3 separate regions of the Mus musculus genome follow, and regions 2 and 3 are each linked to region 1. Evidence: chromatin contacts called from public HiChIP or PLAC-seq data. All regions are on one chromosome and are shown on one strand. Each heading gives the region's core, a stretch centred on a gene start, on an enhancer-like site or on the middle of the called end of the contact. The rest is flanking DNA. Distances are from core to core; before and after follow the strand shown.

Region 1 (2,778 bases), core at 173-2,672:
AGATCATCACCAGAGTCTAGGACTCTGGACCACCCCAGTGTGGTGGATCAGACCCTTGTGCACACTAAGCTCACACTATACAGTCCACCTACATGCCTAGCTCCATCATATCTTCTTAAAAGCCATAACTATGCACCTGCAGGTCATGTTTGGTTACCATGTGATTAAAAACCTAATTCAACAGGGCAGGCTATATGATCCTGACTACAATGAACTAGAGGATAAATCTTCTCTAAATCTGAGAGATTTGTGGTTCTACATGACATCTCTAATGGCCAGCAAATATTCTTTGCATTTCATTATTCTCTCCTGCTCAAGGGAACATATTCCTGGCATCAAAACCATTTGCTTACCAACAAACCACTTGCTATTCAAAATAAGCGTGTTCTGAGACTGAATTTTACTTCGATGGACAATAAGAATTTCAGTAAGAGGCTGTAAAAATGCACTCAGGAGTGGTTTCCTATATCGACACTTCAAGCATGTTGGCAGTGTTCCGTCAAGTGAGGGGAAGTGACATTTACCTGCTGGCTAGGGCTCCTCCAGCAGACAGCTATCTGCATCTCACTCCTGAAACAGGTACAGTTGGAATTGAGTGACATCTTGAATCCATGTAAGAACTGAGCATGCTGGGAAATCTACCCTTTGTATAAAACAGGAAAACTGTACAACATGCACAAGTGTTGTGAAACGCAGCACTTAAGGGATATTTGGGTTATTTTCATACTTCTGTAAGACAGAAACGTGTGCACTGGGGAATTTTCTAGAAAAAAAAATTTAGGAAGCAATAGTTATTGCTTCCAGAAAATAGAAAAGAGGAATATAAAAGTTAGCCTTTGAGGACTGAGGTTAGAACTCAGTGGTAGAGCGTGTATGCATGAGAGCCTGGATTCAATCCCCAACACCAGAGAAAAATAATAACAAAAATTAGTCTCTTTTACTTTATAGATTTTGGGGTTGTTTGAATTTTTATTAAAAAAAAATACGGACTTAAGATTTTAGTTCAGTGGTAGAATAGCATGTGAGACTCTCAAGTTTTATTCTCTCCACTACAATAAAAATACACAAAAACAAGTACTAATTTTATAATTATAGAACAGTGGTAAAAGTGTCAGATGTGGTACCACATACCTGTAATCCCAGCACTCGGGAGGCCAAGACAGGAGGATTCAAGTTTGAGGACAGCCTGGGCTACACAGTAAGACCCTATCTCAGGGGGACAAAAAAAAAAATCCAAGAAAAATTAAGGCCAAAAACGGCCAACACTTTTCAGACTTCTGTTGGCTCATGAGACTTCAATTTCCTACTAACAAACATCTGCTCATCTATCTGGGATTTTGGGAAGTAAGGTCACTGGCTATCTTGCTGGGAAAGCACAGGCACTCACTGAAGTGCGCATTTCAACTGGACCTTTACACCTGGGTGATTCACAACTCCAGAGCTCACTGAACCAGGAAGCTTGAAAAATATCCATGAGCTTAATATAATATTACATATAAAGTCTTAATGAAGTTCTTAAAAAAAAAAGTCCACTCCCTTCAGAGCCAGGGGTCAGGATTTATCCTGGTCCCTTTGTCCTCAAAGCTCAACATTTACTAGGTACTCGTTAAATAATAAACAGAATCCAAACCAAAGAGTGGTGGAGGCTGCCACCAGAACTCTGTATAGGCTGTCACGCAAAACAAACAAGTGTTACAGTGGCATTAAGGGCCCATTAAGGGAAAGCTATTTGCTCTGCTCAGGGGAATGGCATCTCTGGCCTGGGTGGAGACTTAACATTCCAGTTGGGAGATCAATCATCTCGTTTAGGGAGCAGACTCAGGAAGGCTTGATCCTCCTTAATCCATCCTGAAGAGATAGGAGGAATAACTATCCCGAATGCCATGAAGCTCTGTTAGGTCTGCCCTCCTAAGCACCACTCAGAGGCACAGTTTTTTCCTGTCCCTCCCTTCTTTTTTCTTTGTATGCTGGCCAAAGCCTAAAAATGCCTTTTCTGTATTTTAGGGTTCTTACTCTTTCTCTGGAGGCCCCCCCTCCCCTTTTTGTCACAAGACTGTGTGGCTGGACTCCATGACTCAGTCTAACAGTAGGAATTCTTCTCTTCTCCATCTGACTCCTCTGGGCAGCCGCCTGGGTCTACAGCTGGCTCTCCTTGCGATTTTTTCTTTTACACTCTAATAAAACTGTCCTCAAGCTTCCTTCAGAGCCCATCCTCAAATTCTTTCAATAACAATACTATGAACTCCAAGAGGGAAGTACACCAATTCCCTTGGTGACATGTAGCAACTCTGCCGGGACACCCCAAAATTCCCAGGAACACAAGTTAGGTTTCCTACAAAGGCCTGGTGAAAGCTTTCCTAAACCAACTGAACATAAAAAAATTAAATGTCCCCACTGTCAAAACACCCCACTCCTAGAATGTAAGAAAAGCAATTGTAGAATGCTAAAGCTGCATATGGAGAAAATATTGAAATCCAAGTTGAAAGATACCATGAGAAAAATCATGTTAGTTCCTCAGAGTGCTTCAGTTGGCAAGATTCATATCTTATCACGGAAACACTCTCAAGAGTCAATTCCTAACAGTACTCTCTCTGTAATTTGTTTCATTTTGCAGAAGTTAAACTGCTCTGTGTGTCATTCTGTTGGTGATAGTCCCCCTCCACCACAAGCAACAAGCCACAAATCTGAACAATTTTCACACACATTAAGTCTCTGATATGTTTTTAAGGATTTATTTATTTATTATATGTAAGTACACTGTAGCTGTCTTCAGACACT
Region 2 (2,778 bases), core at 153-2,652, 790 kb before region 1:
CCTTTTATAGAAAAAGCATCAATTAAGGGGGCCTCTAAACTCATTTTACTAATGTAGACAATCCCTCACATTGCCCAGTTTTTAACTTCAGTTCTCAAATTCTTATGGCAGGTGAACCAGTTAATTAGCTTCAGACACTAGACTAATTAGAACTCTTCCCTAGTTGGAAAAATAAAAGCTTTATCATTTGAAACTCCGAAAATACATTTCAAAACCTTTCCAATCCCTCTGGGCACTTCCAAAGACTCATAATCTAATTAAAAGCCACAAGCAGCAGGCAGGAAAGATCACTCCTTTGTGTCTATCTGCTATCAACTGACACAAAATCAATTCCAAACTCCCAAGGGAATGTAAGGTCAGAAAAGGTAAACAAACAGAAGGAAATCTTCACCTAAGTAATTCAAAGATTAAAAAGCTATAAAATAATACAGTCTTAGCCCCGAGGTCGCAATGAACCTCGTGTGGAAAAGTAATCAATAAAGATAACAAAAATATACGACAAAAACCCTAAGAAAATAAACTCAAGCAGAGTTATGCTGAGCTGACCCAGTGATGTCGGGTCATCGCACGGAAGATTGTAGTCTGAGTTTCCAACTTCAATAACCCTCAGATGTGGGTGGGCATGTGAGAATGAGCAAAAGCCGGTCTATGAAGTCAGCGTTATTAGCACAGCCAGGGTATATAATGCTACAGATTGCGGTTTCAAACAACGAAAGGGGCAACGGGGCTACAGACGGACAGATTGAGATCTAACATTTCCCACACATACACTCTTTTTGTTTTAAATGAAGAGAAACAAGGAAGAGTCAATGGGATACGGCGGCTAGGGAGAAAACCTTTCCTGGTCAAGAAGGGTAGAACAGCCGGCCACTGGAAGGCTTACAGTTCAAAGGGCGAGGAGGAGTCGTCAGAAGATAACCCTCAGGAGGAAGCAGAATCGAGAGAGGCTCCAAAACCCTCCAGGAACCCAGACGGTTGGCCACGGGTCTGCACCAAGGGCAGGGCCGCCCCCAGAACCGGCCATTCGTAGACTACAAACACCAAGCTCCAACCTTCTCCACTCCGCCAGCCTCGAGCCGACCCCTCGGCGACACGGGACTGGATAACTGTACAGCCGCGCAGGAGTCCCCACACCAGACGCGCGTCGGCTCCAGCAGCCGCTCCGAACAGCGCGTACGCACCGCAGGACGTGCGGCCCGCGGCCCCGCGCGGCCACCGTAGCACAGCACACCGAAGCCTCCGCAGGCCGCGGTCCTGCAGGAAGCCCTGTCGGAGACCCTAAGCTCCCGGGCTGCAAGCTCAGAGCCTAGAGCAGTTCATTTGTGAGGGGCAGGCCCAAGTTAGATTTACAGCTGTCCCTCGTAACTGTAACTACTGGACTTCAGCTACTACCCGCCACGCACGGTGAGCGTCTGCGGTTTCGGGACTACAAGATCCAGCATGCACAGAGCTCTGGGTCCTTAAAACCAAGCCCACTTGGATTAAAAGACTAACAGTCTGTCTACTCCAAGGCAAGCTGTGGTATGGGGTATTGATTACATCCTGGTGGAGCATTCAGTTTTCACATTCAGATTCATGTTAAGAATTACAGTACAGGACCTGCCTTTAAAAAAAAAATCGGGAGAGATATACTAAATGATGTCAACATGTAATTCTACTAATATATTGTTTTCAGTAACGCAGACTGTTGGAGCAATACATAAGAAATAAGAGCAGAAACTACAAGGGGGAAAAAAATCAACAATCTCTGCTACCAGACAGTTAAACAGTTAAACATCGAGAGAATGAACGCCTTCTGGAATACAAAATATGTTCTTTGAATTTTAACTGTTTCACGATTAGAATTGAGTGGCGTTTTATTTGAAGATAGGGACTTGCAATACAGCCAGACTGACCCAGAACTCATTATCTTCTCTCAATCCCCTAGTGTTGGAATAAGAGATCTGTGCTAGGACGCTGGGAAAGTTATTTCATGTTAGTCTCATGAAAACAGTTGCCTAGAATTAATTACTAGAGCAATTTATTCACCAGTCACATGGGCCGGACAGGGGTATAACAAGACAACAAGAGGGTCATTTATTAGCATAGATAACAAGGTATCTGCTCCTTTGTCTGCTTGGATAGTTTGTTTCATATTTTGAAATGCAGAACACTTTCTGATGACTTGGAGAGGAGATAGCACAGATCTCACAAGCTGTCCTTCTCATAACTTCTATAAGGACTTGTATGAGGGTTCTCTAAGAAGCAGAACTGATAAGAGGAGTGTATATTAGACTTGCTTACAGGATGTGGTCCAGGTAGTTCAACAATGGCTGTCTCACACTGAAAAGGCCAAGACTCTGGTAATTGGTCCATGAGGCTACAGGTCTCAGAAATCCCATTCTGGCACTTGGATCCTGGAAGATTCCTGGAGCACTGTCTTCATTTCAATTCCAAAGAAATTGGATTTAGTACTGGCAGCAACTGGACAAATAAACTTGCCAGCAAAGGTGGGGCAAATGGATGTAGAACAGTTTCCTTCCTTTTTTTTATTTGGACTGCTACCAAAAAAATGTGGTCTAAATTTAGAGTGGGTCTTTCTTCTTCAAATAATCTGATTAAGAAAACTCCTCACTACAGTACCCAGCAGCTTTGGTCTGAATTAATTCTAGATGTAGTCAAACTGACCACCGAGATTTACCATCACACATGTGCTACCAGAATGGCTGTATTTTAATTTTTTGTCATACTATATTAACAAACCATGAGAACCGAGGCTTGGATTTATATGCTAACTAT
Region 3 (2,778 bases), core at 148-2,647, 620 kb after region 1:
AGAGAAAAATTAGCGCAAATCACTCTGACTTTATGCCTTTTAGTCAGAGAAAATAAATAATATATTCAAACGGGACCAGATCCGGAGCCGCAAAATAGCAGTGTTTCCTTGCTGCTGGTGCAGACTCGACCGGGAGGGATGGGCTGGGAGGCTCGGGCAGGAGGGGCAGGCGGAGGGGCACCAGGCCCCACGCCGCGAGTGGGGCTGCAGGGAAAGTTGCCGGGTCCTGCTGGCTGAGCCGCCCGGGGCTTGCCTAGGCGGCGGCGGCGGCGGGGCAGCCGACTCGGGCCCTGGCCGCCGCTCGCCCTCGAGCCGGAGTCCCACTCCGCCCGCAGCGGCCCAGCCCGGCCCGACCCGCGGCCTTGGCGGCTCTGTGGCCTCCGCGGCGTGGGCTCGCCAGACCCCGAAACTTTCGCCTGGGGGTCGCGGGCAGGAGGCAAGGACAGCAAGGTCCCGGGCCGGCGCGGGGAGTGCGTCTCCGCAGCCCACGGACTAAGGCTAGCACTGCCCGCCCGCCGCGTCCGAGGGGCGCTGCCCGGGCCGGCCCGCAAAGCTGGCACAAAACAAAAGTAAGAGTTCGGGGCGTCGGCGGGGGGCGCGGCGGCGCGGGAGGACCCCGGCAGCCAGGGCGCCCCGGGTGCAGCCGGCGTGCGGGGCTTGCGGGGCTCAGCCGCCCCTCCCTGGAGCGGAGGAATCGCGGGCACCGCGCTCCGCGCCGCAGCCGCCAGAGTCCAGATTGCAGCGTGTCAGGGGCTGCAGCCGCGGACACACGTGCGGGGCGCCCGCAAGCCCCGGCGGAGCTCCGCAGTCCGGCGCCCCGATATTAATTAACGCATTAATAAGAGGGCGCCATTAGCCATGTGCCCACACAAATGGCCGAGCAGGAGGAATGCACCCGCATGGAAACAAAGTTACTTTCTTAAAGCTGCAGCCCCCCCCCCCGCACACGCGCGCGCACACACAGAAACACGCGCAGACACGGCTCCCGCCGAGGCACACGGCCGCCCCGCGCCCCCGCAGCTGCTTACCTGGGTGAGACAGAGCGGAGAATACATAACTGCCGGGCGGCGGGGGGTGCGTGCACGTCTGTGTGCGGGCTGGAGGTGTGCGTGAGTGTGGGTGCGAGAGGGAGAGAGAGGAGGAGAGAGCTAGGAGGGGGGGAGGAATAAAAAATCAAGCCTGCTTCTTGCGTTCACATTTCCAACTCGGCTCAACTGCAGCAGCCAGCGCTCTTGCCGCTCCACGCGCTGAACTTTAACCCCGCCTAGAGTTTCCCTACACTCCACTATACTGTCTACTGTACGCGGGCGTTAAAGGCATAGCGCACCCTTTCCCGCTCCCGCGCCGGCCGGCCGGGTGCCCGCGAGCTGCCCGCGCGCCCGCCTGCGCCGCGTTCTGCACCGCACCGCACGGCCGCCGCCCGCTCGCGCCGCCGCCGCGGGGGTGTGGGGGTGGGGTGGGGTGGGGGTGGGGGGGCGGGGTGGGGGGGAGCCGGGTGGGGGAGGGGCGGCTGCGGCGCTGACACCGGTCCCCAGCCTGCAGGGCCGCCCGCCCGCCCGCCGCTCGCTCCGCGCTCGCTGCCTCCCGCGGCCCCCCGCCCCCCGCCCCGCTCGGCGCGGTCCCCGGGAACGCGGCGCGGAGCGGTTTTTTCAGCGTGTCCTCCGGGCGGCTATAGGCTGCCACAGGATGTGCTTAAGCAAACAAAACTACTTTTCCTCCTCCCCATCCCCCCACCCGCGCCGCAGCCCTCCGCGGACGTCGGGAGAGGATTGGGGCAACTTTGTCGGGGCGCCCCGCACCCCCGTGGGCCGCGGGTTGGGCTCCCTAGGAACCCCAGAGAAGGGCGCGCGTTACATTTGCATGTATGCAAATTTCTTGTAAAAAATCAGACCTTCTAGGTAACTTTTCCTCCCTTCCTCTGAAATGCGGTAAAGCTCAAAAGCATTGTAATCTCTCCTGCGAAGCTTTCTATGGGAATAGTATCGTCGGGAGAGGTAATATGCACAAAAGCCTGCTAACTTTTCAGCTACGACTCTATAGCAGTCAGAATCTGGGGGTGGGGGGGATAGGAAGATCACCCCAAAGATTCCCCAGATTGCGGGGGAGGAGGTGTCTGGAGAAAGCAAGGAGGAGAGTCATGAGCGAACGCTCTTCTCTCCCAGAACCCAGGAGCTGGTGGGTTTAAACACAAACGCCCAAAAAAGTTCTGTCACGTCAGAAACAACAGTGGTTTAGCTGGGACATTTTTCTGTATACTGAGAAGGAAAACTGTGAAAGGGTTGCCCCCTTAGGAAAGAGATATGTTTGTATCCCCAAATGGGAGCCCAGGACTAACATCTGAGTCCCTGTTCCCCAGACACACTCTTCAAGGGTGCGTCTTTGTGGATCCCAACTTTTCCCTTCCCCAGGTAATAGTTCTCAAGATGGAAAAGAGCTTCCTGCAATTATTTTAGGTTTGCTAAAGTATTGTTTTGGCAGAAGGGGGGGGGGTGGTTTTAGGGTTTGGCACATTGCCAACAAGCCTGCTCTTCCAGCTTTCTTTTTCTTCTGTCCTTCCCTCCTTCCTTCCCTCTTTCTTTTCTTTCTTTCTTTCTCTCTTTCTTTCTCTCTTTCTTTCTTTCTTTCTTTCTTTCTTCCTTAAAAAAAAAAAAACTCAACACTTTCTCTCTAGACTCTCTTTTCTTCTAGAGGGGGAAAAAGTATACCTGTCTCCTCCAAACTCTCATTTTCTCCTCCTCCTCTCCCTCCTGAAGTTTTGCAGCCTTCTGTATTTACCTA

What was found. HiChIP or PLAC-seq counts read pairs in DNA pulled down with a chosen protein or histone mark.
Region 2: a contact with region 1 is called in an HNF4G HiChIP or PLAC-seq map of pancreatic cancer cells. The contact joins the promoter of Atg4c here to the enhancer-like site in region 1. A contact is called at or near these places in 6 of 39 promoter capture datasets (the 3T3-L1 cell line, 3T3-L1-derived adipocytes, embryonic stem cells and 3 more), 1 of 484 Hi-C or Micro-C datasets (embryonic stem cells), 1 of 115 datasets of contacts at active chromatin or transcription factors (pancreatic cancer cells) and 1 of 9 other capture datasets (pancreatic islet).
Region 3: an H3K27ac HiChIP or PLAC-seq map of trophoblast stem cells shows a contact between it and region 1, with 13 times the contacts expected there. The contact joins the promoter of Nfia here to the enhancer-like site in region 1. A contact is called at or near these places in 13 of 39 promoter capture datasets (the 3T3-L1 cell line, 3T3-L1-derived adipocytes, the HPC-7 cell line and 9 more), 5 of 484 Hi-C or Micro-C datasets (CD8 T cells, embryonic stem cells, forebrain and 2 more), 19 of 115 datasets of contacts at active chromatin or transcription factors (bone marrow-derived macrophages, cardiomyocytes, craniofacial prominence and 13 more) and 2 of 9 other capture datasets (liver and pancreatic islet).

What each region holds. Positions count from the first base shown.
Region 1 is chr4:98,400,410-98,403,187 of GRCm38.p6, reverse strand. All of the region lies in intron 1 of Patj (PATJ, crumbs cell polarity complex component), which reads right to left. Among named protein-coding and RNA genes, the nearest start is that of Patj, 6.0 kb to the right of the region's middle. Within about 2 kb of position 1,422, at least 81 of the 459 cell types and tissues checked have an H3K27ac peak or open chromatin away from gene starts, as enhancers often do. A contact at or near this core is called in epiblast stem cells, extraembryonic endoderm stem cells, olfactory sensory neurons and 3 more, where this site is marked.
Region 2 is chr4:99,192,558-99,195,335 of GRCm38.p6, reverse strand. It overlaps Atg4c (autophagy related 4C, cysteine peptidase), which reads right to left and starts at 1,402. Exons shown (of 11, transcript NM_175029.3): 1 at 884-1,402.
Region 3 is chr4:97,776,245-97,779,022 of GRCm38.p6, reverse strand. It overlaps Nfia (nuclear factor I/A), which reads right to left and starts at 1,397. Exons shown (of 11, transcript NM_010905.3): 1 at 1,029-1,397. The coding sequence starts at 1,055. Gm38709 (a long non-coding RNA gene) reads left to right here and starts at 1,600. Exons shown (of 5, transcript XR_003955232.1): 1 at 1,600-1,994.